Linked DNA regions of Triticum aestivum: region 1 is linked to region 2. The links are chromatin contacts, called in public Hi-C maps. All regions are on one chromosome and are shown on one strand. Each heading gives the region's core, a stretch centred on a gene start, on an enhancer-like site or on the middle of the called end of the contact. The rest is flanking DNA. Distances are from core to core; before and after follow the strand shown. Region 1 has its middle 100 kb from the start of LOC123169096. Region 2 overlaps LOC123164384 (alpha/beta hydrolase domain-containing protein 17B).

Region 1 (5,464 bases), core at 1,210-3,709, 790 kb after region 2:
GGTTCCAAATGCCATCGCGGAAAGGGGTTAAAAACCATTTTATAGCACCTCGTTGTACCAGTGTATGCCTATATCGAAGGAGGTGTTCGGCCGATTCAGAGGTTATGTTGGCACACATATTGGGTAAAACCTTTCTCGTCACCCACTCCAATCATATATACACCGTCTTAAACAACGGTCGGTAGTGTAGGCCACAAACGAAATCAATGTGTACAACGATATATAACATACATAGAAGAAGATGCTTTACTATCAAATACAAAATCATTTTTACATACTCAAAAGCGGCCCATAATAAGGTAGATGCTCCAACCCATATTAGTATGCTAAGCCTATTTGCTATTCCATCAAGCGAGTGACCATATATATTGGCCACAATTGTAGGGGATACAAATTAGACATTATTTGGACGACTGACTATGTAGAATGTGCAAAGTTGCAATAGAAGAAGGGGTGTTTGATTTTCTTGTGAGCACAAGAGCTACACCTCTATTTTGTTTACTGTCTTTCGGTACAATATTCGACCCAAAATGAATTAAGCTTGAATAGAACATTATTTCAATCCAAGATCATTTTTCGAATCTTAGAACAAAATTTGAATCCTAAAGTCTTTTCTGAATGTCACGAATAATTTTAAAATTTCAAGAACATTTTTTCGAATGTCTTGAACATTTTTTAATTCCAAGAATAGTATTTTGAATTCAAGAACATTTTTTGCATCTTAGATCATTTTTTTATCAATCCAAGAATATTTTTGGAACTTTATAATAGAATTTGAATACTAGATCCTTTTTTGAATGTATCAAATATTTTTTAAATTCCAAGAACAATTTTTGAATTCCAAGATCAATTTTTGATTTCCAAGAACATTTCTTGTACTCCAAGAACAATATCTGAATTCCAAGACTATTATTTGTACCTTAGAACATTTTTTGAAACTTCGAATTTTTTGGGATCCTATAGTGCTTTTTGAATGTATCAAATAATATTTAAACTCCAATTATGTTTTAAAATGTCTTGAACGTTTATCGAATCTTAGAACATAATTTTAGTTCTATAAAAAAATTGAATACTGGGAACATGTCTTGAACCTTAGAACATTATTTTAACCTTAGAAGAAAATTTGAATCGCAGAACTGTTTTTGAAGGTCTTTATCTTAGAACATTTTTTTGAAACTTTGAATTTTTTGGGATCCTATAGTGCTTTTTGAATGTATCAAATAATATTTAAACTCCAATTATGTTTTAAAATGTCTTGAACGTTTATCGAATCTTAGAACATAATTTTAGTTCTATAAAAAAATTGAATACCGGGAACATGTCTTGAAACTTAGAACATTATTTTAATCTTAGAAGAAAATTTGAATCGCAGAACTGTTTTTGAAGGTCTTGATCAAATTTTGAATTCCGGGAACTTTTTTTGAATCAAGAATTTTTTTTGAATCCTTGAAGATTTTTGAATCCAAGAACATTTTTTCAAATCTTAGAATAAAATTTGAATAGTAGAATCTTTTTTGAATGCCTTAATAATTGTTTGAATCTTATAACATAATTTCAATTCCAAGAACAATTTTCGTATTTCAGGTTTTTTAATCGAAGAACTTTTTTGAATAAAAAAATGAATTGTGAGTGCAAGAACATTTTTTGAATCTTTATAATAAAATTTGATTCCCAGAACATTTTTTGAATGTCTTGAATAATATTTGAATTCCAAAAACTTTCTTTGAATCCAAGATTTTTTTCTGAATTTCCAAAAATGTTCAGAAGTTTAAAACTATACTTTTATCAGTACTAAGAAACAAATTATGATTCTTACTACAATTCAAATGTTTCTGTAGGTTTACACAAGAATGAGAAGGAAATTTTATAATGCAAAAGACCCCGGAAAGATGTTTACACACTAGTACTAGCTCTCAGAAAATCAAAATGTGCTCTAGCCTATTTTTTCTACGCACGAACTTATGTTTTACAGTTTCAGTATAGTTCTTTGAGATAGAGCAATTTTTGCTTGTTTCCTGCTGTACATAATTGGAAAGAGAAATATGAACAATTCTCTATTGAAATTAATATTTCAACACTCTCTTCATTCTTTTTAAACATTTTGTTGCTTTTGTGCAACAGTTCATATGTGAGAAACAACGAACGAAGAAAAACCCTGGTGAACCAGATAACATCGAACCAACAATCCCGCCAGAAAAAAGCGAACCAACAGTGAAACAAAAACGAGCAAATAAAAACACGAGACAAAATATATACGACCCAACAAGCCCGCCAGTTGGATGCAGCGTGTGAAACAAATGTCATTTTGACGGAAAGAGCGTCACATAGGGGTTGGGAGAGCATACGTGAGAGTGGGAGTGTTAGGTGGGCTAGGCAATGTTTTAGGGTTTAGGTTAGGTGGGCTTGGTAAAGGTAGGTGGGTCTAGGTGACTGGGGCGCTGCGGCTTTGTTGGGCGGCTGTTACACCAAATTCTATTTAGCGCTGAGGTTATAGGCTATTTCACCAACCGACACACCCCTCCTTAGCCCTGGGCCTGGCCCATTTACTTTTTCTTTCTTTCTGTTAACCTTCAAAAAATGGGTGTGTGCGAACTCCACACCACTTGGTTTACTTCAAACCGCAGTGACCAACTGGGCACCTTATCTATTAATGCTTACTTACTTCTTTTTCTTCTTCATTTTACTTTCCTTTCTAAAATTCGAGAACTTTTCCAAATTCGTGGAATTTAGTTAAATCCATTAACTCTTTTTTGAATCCGTTAATTTTTTTGAAATGCGTGAATGTTTTTCAAATCCACAAATTGTTTTTAACTTTTACAAACTTGTTTTCAAAACTCGCGAACCTTTTCAAACTCATGATTATTTTTTCAAAATCAATGAATTTTTTCAATTCTTGATTCTTTTAAATCTATGAATTTTTTTCAATTTTCTTAAACCTTTTTAAGTGCCATGAACATTTTCAAAAAGTTGAAATTTTGTGAAATTTGTGAACTTATATTCAAATTTCATGAACTTTTCCAAATTCACGCACTTTGTAAAATTGGTGATTTTTTCAGATTCCTTAACTTTTTTCAAATCCATGAACTATGTTTTCAGTTCATAAAATTTCTTCAAATTCATGTACAATTTTCTCAAATTCGTGAACTTTTTTCAAATTCACGCACTTTATATAATTACTGAAAAGATTTCAGATTTGTGAGATGTTTTTAAACTCACAAACATTTTTACTTTAAAAAACCGATGATTAGTTTTTTTGATGAACAACACAGGACAAAAAAGGATAATTGAGAAAAAAGGAAATAAATAAAAATAAAAAGGCAAGCGAGCTAGTACATAAGCGAGGCTTGCTGGGCCGCGGGCCATGAGGAGGCCTCGACTGTTTGGGGATCCCATGAAGAGGTCTCGACTGTTTGGGGAACCCCATGAAGAGACCTCGGGATCCCCAAACAGTCGAGGCCTTCTTTTTTTTGCTTTTGTTCACAATTCAAATATTTTGAATAAATATATTGCAAAAAAAACTTTACATAAACATTTGAAAAAATGTTACACAAGCATTTAAAAATAAAAAAATGCATATAGGGAAAATGTTTCTCATGCATACAAAAATGTATAGAAAAAATACAAATGTGTATGAAAAATTGATCATATATTGAAAAAATGTTAGTAAGCATTTAATTCTTTTTAGATGTGTATAGAAACAATATTGGCCATGTATTAAAAAAATATTAATCTTGTATTTGAAATGTTAATCAAGCATTTGAAAATGTTCAAAATGAATAAAACACTGTTGACCATGTATTCAAAGAATATTAATTTTGTATTTGAAAATGTTAATCACGCATTTGACAAATGTTTAAAATGTGTATAGATAAAATATTGGACATGTACAAATTTTTTAAACTGGTATATGGAAGCCCTGGCGCAGTGGTAAAGCTGCTGCCTTGAGACCATGAGGTCACGGGTTCAAGTTCTGGAAACAGTCTCTCACAGAAATGTAGGAAAAGGCTAGGTACAATAGACCCAAAGTGGTCGGATCATTCCCCGGACCATGTCCAAGCGGGAGCTACATACACCGGGCTGCCCTTTGGTATCTGAAAAATGTTAAACATGTATTATAAGAAATTATTAGATATATACCAAATCTATACAATACGTATGGCTATAGTAGACATCATATTTTCAAAAAATGTTAATCATGTATTTCAAAAATGATAAACGTGTATATGAAAAATGTGTACTTAAAAAAGACACTGATTGTAAATGAGAAAGAAACAAACAAAACCTATGGAAATGAAAGAAACAAAGTAGTGAAAACCAAGTAAGAAACCTTGAAAACCAAAGAAAAACAAAGAAAAAGAAATGGATAGAAAAGAAAACTCTGTGAAGAAAACAGTTGAAAAACAAAGAAATTGGAAAATAGTAATAAATGGGGAAAACTAGTGAAAAAATGGCTCTTTTCCTTTAAGTAGTTCACAGTTTCTATTCTCCGACGAACCTGGCAGTGACGCATTGGCTAACAGCGAGGAGACCATGGTTGGATCCATAGCTTTCTTCCTTTTCTCCCTTTTCTCTTGTTTTAACGGTGCGCTAGTGGGCCGACCCACTACTGCGCACACTTCAGACAAGAGCTTCTTTCCTTCCCGCTATAAGCGATATATAGCTCTTGCACTGCTGATAATGAAGACGGGGAGAGCTCCTATTGCACGCCCCCGGGCGTCCAATAGGCGAGGTTTCGCAGAAGCATCACACAAAACGGGTCGTCCCTTTCCCACGGGTCGGATTGAAAAAGTCAGCCAAAAAAACCCTGCAAGCGACGGAGTTGAACCCAAGACTACACGCTAGATATCAACATTGCCAGCCACTGAGTACGGCTTAATTACAATGCTATCGTTAAAGTACTATGTAAATTGGTAGATCCTTTTTTGTTTTCAATTTTTCAACATTTCTTTGAAGAAAATATCAAAAAAATCCTTAAATTATTTTGAAAATGTTTGAAAATCATGATTTTTTTAATTCGAACAAACTTTTTAACGTGAACAATTATTGAAAACACGAATAGAAGTTTTGAAATTCCAAATGATGAACAATTACAAAATATACATTGAACATTTTCGTGATAATACATTAAACAAATATTTAAATACACAATCAACATTTTATATAGGTTGAACAATTTTAAAATGCATAATGAACATGTTTTAAAATATGTAGAACATTTTATTAATATAGGGTGAACATTTCCGTAAATATATGATGAACATTTTTGCATAATACAGAAAACAAAAGATAAATAAAAAAGGAAGACAGAAAAAAAAGAAACAGAAAAGAGAAGAACCAGCAGATTGACCGTTAGTCGGCCCAAACTGGAGCGTCGGGTGGGCAGGCTTCAGCGAAGCCACGTTGTTTTCACGCTTGGGAGCTCCTAATCGGCGCGTTCGGCGCCGTGGAAGCAAACCGGCGGCGC
Region 2 (5,334 bases), core at 659-3,158:
GGAGCCGTATGATCCACTATGGATCAAAGGAGGCGGTCACTGCAACCTGGAGCTGTACCCTGACTTCATCCGCCACCTCTCCAAGTTCGTCCGCGAAATGGAGAGCGTGACAACGAAAACGAGGCTGAAGAAGATTCGGCAGTCCCTCGAGCCGACAAAGACGGCATACCGCGCGAACACGGCAACAACTACCACCTTCACCACCAACTGTTGCTGCCGCATTCGAGTTCGCAAACCAAGCTGCAATCTCGGCTGCAGCTGCTGCCATGCACTGAGGAAATGCTTCGCGTTTGGTGCATTCAAGTGCCCAGCCTGCTGCAGCTGCTTCAAGTGCTGCTGCTGTGGCGGATAACACCGATCTCTATGTGCGTGTGCTTGTGCTTGTATAGGAAAAGGAACGGTCCTGGAGATATATCTTCTAACCCTTTGAATGCTCTAGGACTAAACTTAGTTTTTTCGGTTGGAAAAACATGTATGGCAAGATAGAGATGCTCCTGTATCCAGTTGTTCCCCATTCTCCTATGTAGTAGTTGTAGTTGCTCGACAGGTTTGTGTAATCAGCGATGGCATAAGCTGTTGGCTATCGAGCTTAGAAGAGTCGTGATGTTGTGAATTGATTTGAACCCAGCCCAGCCATGTTTCAGCTCTTGTGATATGTTTCTCATCCATGAACCCATGAAATCTCTGAGTTTAGATGTGGTTCAGCTGCAGCTAACACCTGAACTGGACTGTTGAAGCCAATTTCATCATGAAACAGGTAACAGAATGCAGCTGCTGGCCCCATTCTCTACGCCCGGATGAGGAACAGGACACATCGTCGTCTTAGACAAGACAATATTTCGAGGTTAAGCCGCGGCAACCTATGTACACTGTCAGTGGCATATCAGAAGGTGCTGCAGTAGCAATACTCCAGTCCAGTCCAGTCCAGGAGGACCACAACCAGGCCGACTCTGAATGAATGAATGGAAGAAAGGAATGATGCACCCCTCATTGATGCGTGCAGAATCAGAAACTGGGCTTATGCGTGCCGAACCCAACTGCTGAATAACCAGCCAACCTCTTCCTTGCAACCAAGGCATGTGAGACTGCGTGACTGAACCAACAACACAGGATCAAGCAACAAGGCAATGATGATTGCAGCACAAGAGCTGCGGTTCCTATCGAACCATAGACGGACGGCTATGTGTCTATGTGACCCTTTGTTCGTATGATATGATGATGGTACAATCACCTCTAGTAGCAGAGTGGTCGATCGTTGCAGCAGGACAGCTTCCTTCTGTGGCCTGTCTTTCTAGCAAGAATCACTGCTCGTCCAAGGTTTCTTGTGCTTGTTCCACATAAAAAAGAATGCACTGTTTAGAATCGCGGTCGATGAGCAATCACTGTTTCAAATTTGGACGAGATGAGCATCCAAGGTGGGTACAATGGTGAGCATCCATCTACGACTACACACGTATGACATGGCATTGTTGTAGTGTTGATGTTTGTACGTATTTATGCATGGTACACTAGTACCAGCCAGTGGTGAGCTGGGCATGCATTGGCGTCAGCTTCAAGGACTATTGTCCTGTACCTTTCACCATAAGAATCTACCCAACCTAATCATATATATTGTATTTTTCTTTCCATTCCATCCAAGGTTCCACTAGGTACTAACCCAACCTAACTATATGCGCTACACATTCTTTAGTCGGTCCTAGTATGTGCCTAGCGTAATGGCAGAACATGACGATGCGCCAAGATCCTGGCGGGACTAAGACAGGATTGGACTGATTGGCAGTTACAATTGTGCCATGCTGGTGCGGGTGCTGCCATGGATGCTCACTCCTCACTCACTGTTCATCTGTGTATCAGCTATAGTACACTATTATTAGTGGTGCTGTACCAGTAGTATTCTTAGCAGTAGCTCAAGTGTCTCAGTACACTGGTCCATGCACGGCAGCCAGTGTGACGTGTGGGGGCCAGATGATGGCGAAGCCCTAGCTTGTTTGCATGCACATTCTCCGTTTTGCTTCTCCAGCCCTTCAAATTAATACGATTTTCTTGTGTGGTTTTTATAGGTCATCATGGGTGTATTACAATATTAATCTAAGTTGATTGATTCTGTTGTTGTCTATTCTTGCGACCTGGCTGGCAGATCTTGTTCTGTTGCGCGGCCTGCTTTGGTTGGTTGGTGTGTCTATTTAATCATCGATCGCATTCAACTAAACTAATCGCATGATTTGCTGTTTGTTTAATCCATCTTTCAAATTATCAACGGTTAGGGTTCCGGCTCGTCTGGGCCTGAGTCTGCTTGCTTGCAGCACATGAATTTTGCATGATTTTGTTGCGGGGATGCTTTGTTTATTTGAAGGCATATGCTTTGCTTGATTTTCTCAGCTGCATTATTATGGCCATCACTGTGGTTCACTGCATTTGCGCATTGGGTGTGCAGTGGTGGTGGCGGGGTGGGTAGCTGGGGAGTCCCCTTACACCTGTGGGGCCCACATGGATAGATATGAACATGCAGCAGGGGGGCAGACAGTGCTGTAGCACCTGCACACAATCACAAGGAGTGTCATGTGTGTGTGTGGTACTGGTCGATGTTCTTCAGCCTGCCTGCCCTTGCTGGAAGCAAGACACCGAATTGATTTTCTTGAACGTTGCATGTATGTTTGGTATGGACAGTGCTATGTAGTATTGGCATGTTGCATCAGTATAACTCGTTACTAGTATGGTTTTTATTTTATTTGCGGATTTTTTTAATCTACTCATCAATAGTCGTACAAAGAACATCAGAAGTAAGAAAAATTACATCCAGTACAAAGAACATCAGAAGTAAGAAAAATTACATCCAGTACAAAGAACATAAGAAGTAAGAAAAATTACATCCAGGTCTATAGATCACCTAGGGGCGACTACAATCTCTGGAGCGAGTCGAATGCGCACCGTCGTCATCATCCCTCCCTTACCGGAACTGACCAAATCTTATTGTGTAGACAGTTGGTACATTGTCGGCACATCAGAACAATAACAGACACCGATGAAGAGAAACGTAGATCGAAAGTATTCAATATATATACACACAGAACGCAGACGAGCAAAGACCGGATTCAAGTAGATCCACCGAAGACAAACACCGGCTGAATCATGAGAGAAATGCCGGTATACGCTCACCGACGACGCAAGACGCCGCCCGGACAGGATTTAACCTAATCTATTCTATCTCTTGTTTCTTTTGCCGATTAGTTATAGGAGCATGTAGAATTATACGAAGAAGCACATGATTGAGCTGAGCTTTGGAATGTTTTTGTGCCGTGAGTGTAATGATTAGTAGCAAAGCCAATTATGGAATGGTGTAGTGTAGACTGGAGCTAGCTCTGGGTATTTTTTATTTACAATGACCCCATCACCATCAGGATGCATGGGGAGCTTTGTGTCAGAGGGGAACTGCCTGCCTCTGATGGAGAAGAGATGCAGACGCAGATACAAACAATGGAGATAAGACAAGAGCAAGACAGTGGCGAGTGTAACCGTATGATGTACTCCTAGCTACTAATTATTTAGTGGGAGCTAGCTAGGTATGTTGTACACAATGTGAATGTGGTGTCTCATCTCATCTCTGGTTTTCCTTTTTTATGGTCAGGGAATGCCTCGTCTAATGTTTATGTATGTAAACAATGACGAGTAGTACGTCACTAGACAAGGACGGTAATTAAGTGGCAAATGGTGGTGCACACCTCAGTATATATGTTGTGGACACATTGATGGTGCTCATCAGTTGGGTGGGATATAAATAATCGTAAACGGAAGCGGTGCTAGAAAGAATGGAAGGAATGATGATGATCACTTGTGAAATGTGTTGGCGAAGGGCCACGTTGAAAAGTACTCCCTCTGTAAACTAATATAAGAGCGTTTAGAAGTACTAACAAATTCCTATCCTAGTAGTATATCCTTATTGCCTCAAGAAGAAAGAAAGTGTCATCAATCGATCATGACGATAATGATGCGTCACGTGGTCGTAATTCGGTAATCGGCGAGTTAATTGCGTGTTGAGCTAGGCGGCCGACACAATCGGCCGACTGTGTAGTGTATGTAGATAATAAATAAAGAAATAAATAGTGTTGTGGCGAGTGAGGAGCGGCTTTTTGCCTGCTTTTGGGTTGCTCCGGCCGACACGAGGCCGGAGGGAGGAGAGGCCATCGTGCGACTGACTGACTATAGTAGTAGTTTGTTTCTTGGTGCTGGACGGGCCATTTTTGTCAATGCCGCACGGTCCGCTTGGTTGGTTGGCCCGTCCATTCCCCCAAATACAGCAGCAGCATTGGTCAAAGATGCGTTGAAAAATTAATTTAACCTCGCCTCCCTCCCTCCTGTCAAGAGCATATACTGTTGAAGAAATTTCTCAAAAAGAAAAAACTGTTGAAGAAGAGCATACTATTGTTGAATGTTGATGCCTCACACACACACACACAGAGTAAGTGTTGGTTTGGGCCCACACACAGGCGGGGCAGGAGAGCCAATCATGGAGCTCCAGCCCACACGCAATGGCAATTCTCTCTTCTTCCTTTCTCTGTTAGGCTTGGAGGAAGGAAGTGGGGATGATGAATCTATACGCAGGCAGGGTCCATGTGATGAGATGAGAGAGAGTCTGTGTGACGGTGCGTGCGAGTGCGAGGTGTACCCAGATGCCAAGTTTGGAAGCTTCTCCCACCCTTGCTTTCCAAACAACGCGCGCGGCCACTCTTTTTTTCTTCTTTTTATTGAATTTGGTTTCTTCTTTCTGGTGCCAGAGGTGTATGCATGTATGTATAAAAGCTGCAGCTAGCGAGAGAGGTGGGCTTCTTGGCCCGGAGCGCGACGCGTTGGCCGCACGTAGTACGTACTACGTCTAGTATAAGTCGTGCGGCATTGTAGTAGCATTAGGCAATGTAGCTGGGCTTGCTCAAAAAAAAAAGGCAATGTAGCTGGGGCATGGGGCGTCGGCAAAAAAATAAAAACAGCCCAGCCCCACGTAGTTGAAGCCGGCAGCGCGCTTACAGCAGGCCAAAAACACGATACAAAATCACCACTCCTCGTAACGGCCTGCACCGACAACCTATATTCCACTGTTTTTGTTTTTGGCGTCTCGTCTCGTCTCATCGGGGCGACTACCGTCTAAAACCTTGACCCTCCTCTCCCATATAGATATAGTATAGTAGTAATATGAGTACTAAAATAAAAACAGTGTGTATATCTCCAGCACAGCAAAGTGGTCAAAAAGACGATAATAAATTAAGTAAAACTGCAATGATGCATCTAAAGGTAAGCTAGCTAGCTAGTGCCGTGGTGCGACTCGTTTTCTTTCCCAAACCG

Evidence for each region. Hi-C and Micro-C count contacts between places; a contact is called where the count stands out from the background.
Region 1: a Hi-C map of leaf shows a contact between it and region 2, with 8 times the contacts expected there. The contact joins two enhancer-like sites. A contact is called at or near these places in 2 of 5 Hi-C or Micro-C datasets (leaf and an unstated tissue).

The regions. Positions count from the first base shown.
Region 1 is chr7D:368,589,497-368,594,960 of IWGSC CS RefSeq v2.1, forward strand. No RefSeq gene overlaps it. Among protein-coding and RNA genes, the nearest start is that of LOC123169096, 100 kb to the right of the region's middle. Within about 2 kb of position 2,460, at least 3 of the 8 cell types and tissues checked have an H3K27ac peak or open chromatin away from gene starts, as enhancers often do. A contact at or near this core is called in leaf, where this site is marked.
Region 2 is chr7D:367,800,608-367,805,941 of IWGSC CS RefSeq v2.1, forward strand. LOC123164384 (alpha/beta hydrolase domain-containing protein 17B) reads left to right here. Exons shown (of 5, transcript XM_044581826.1): 5 at 1-672. The coding sequence ends at 352. Among protein-coding and RNA genes, the nearest start is that of LOC123164384, 11 kb to the left of the region's middle. Within about 2 kb of position 1,909, at least 6 of the 8 cell types and tissues checked have an H3K27ac peak or open chromatin away from gene starts, as enhancers often do. A contact at or near this core is called in leaf, where this site is marked.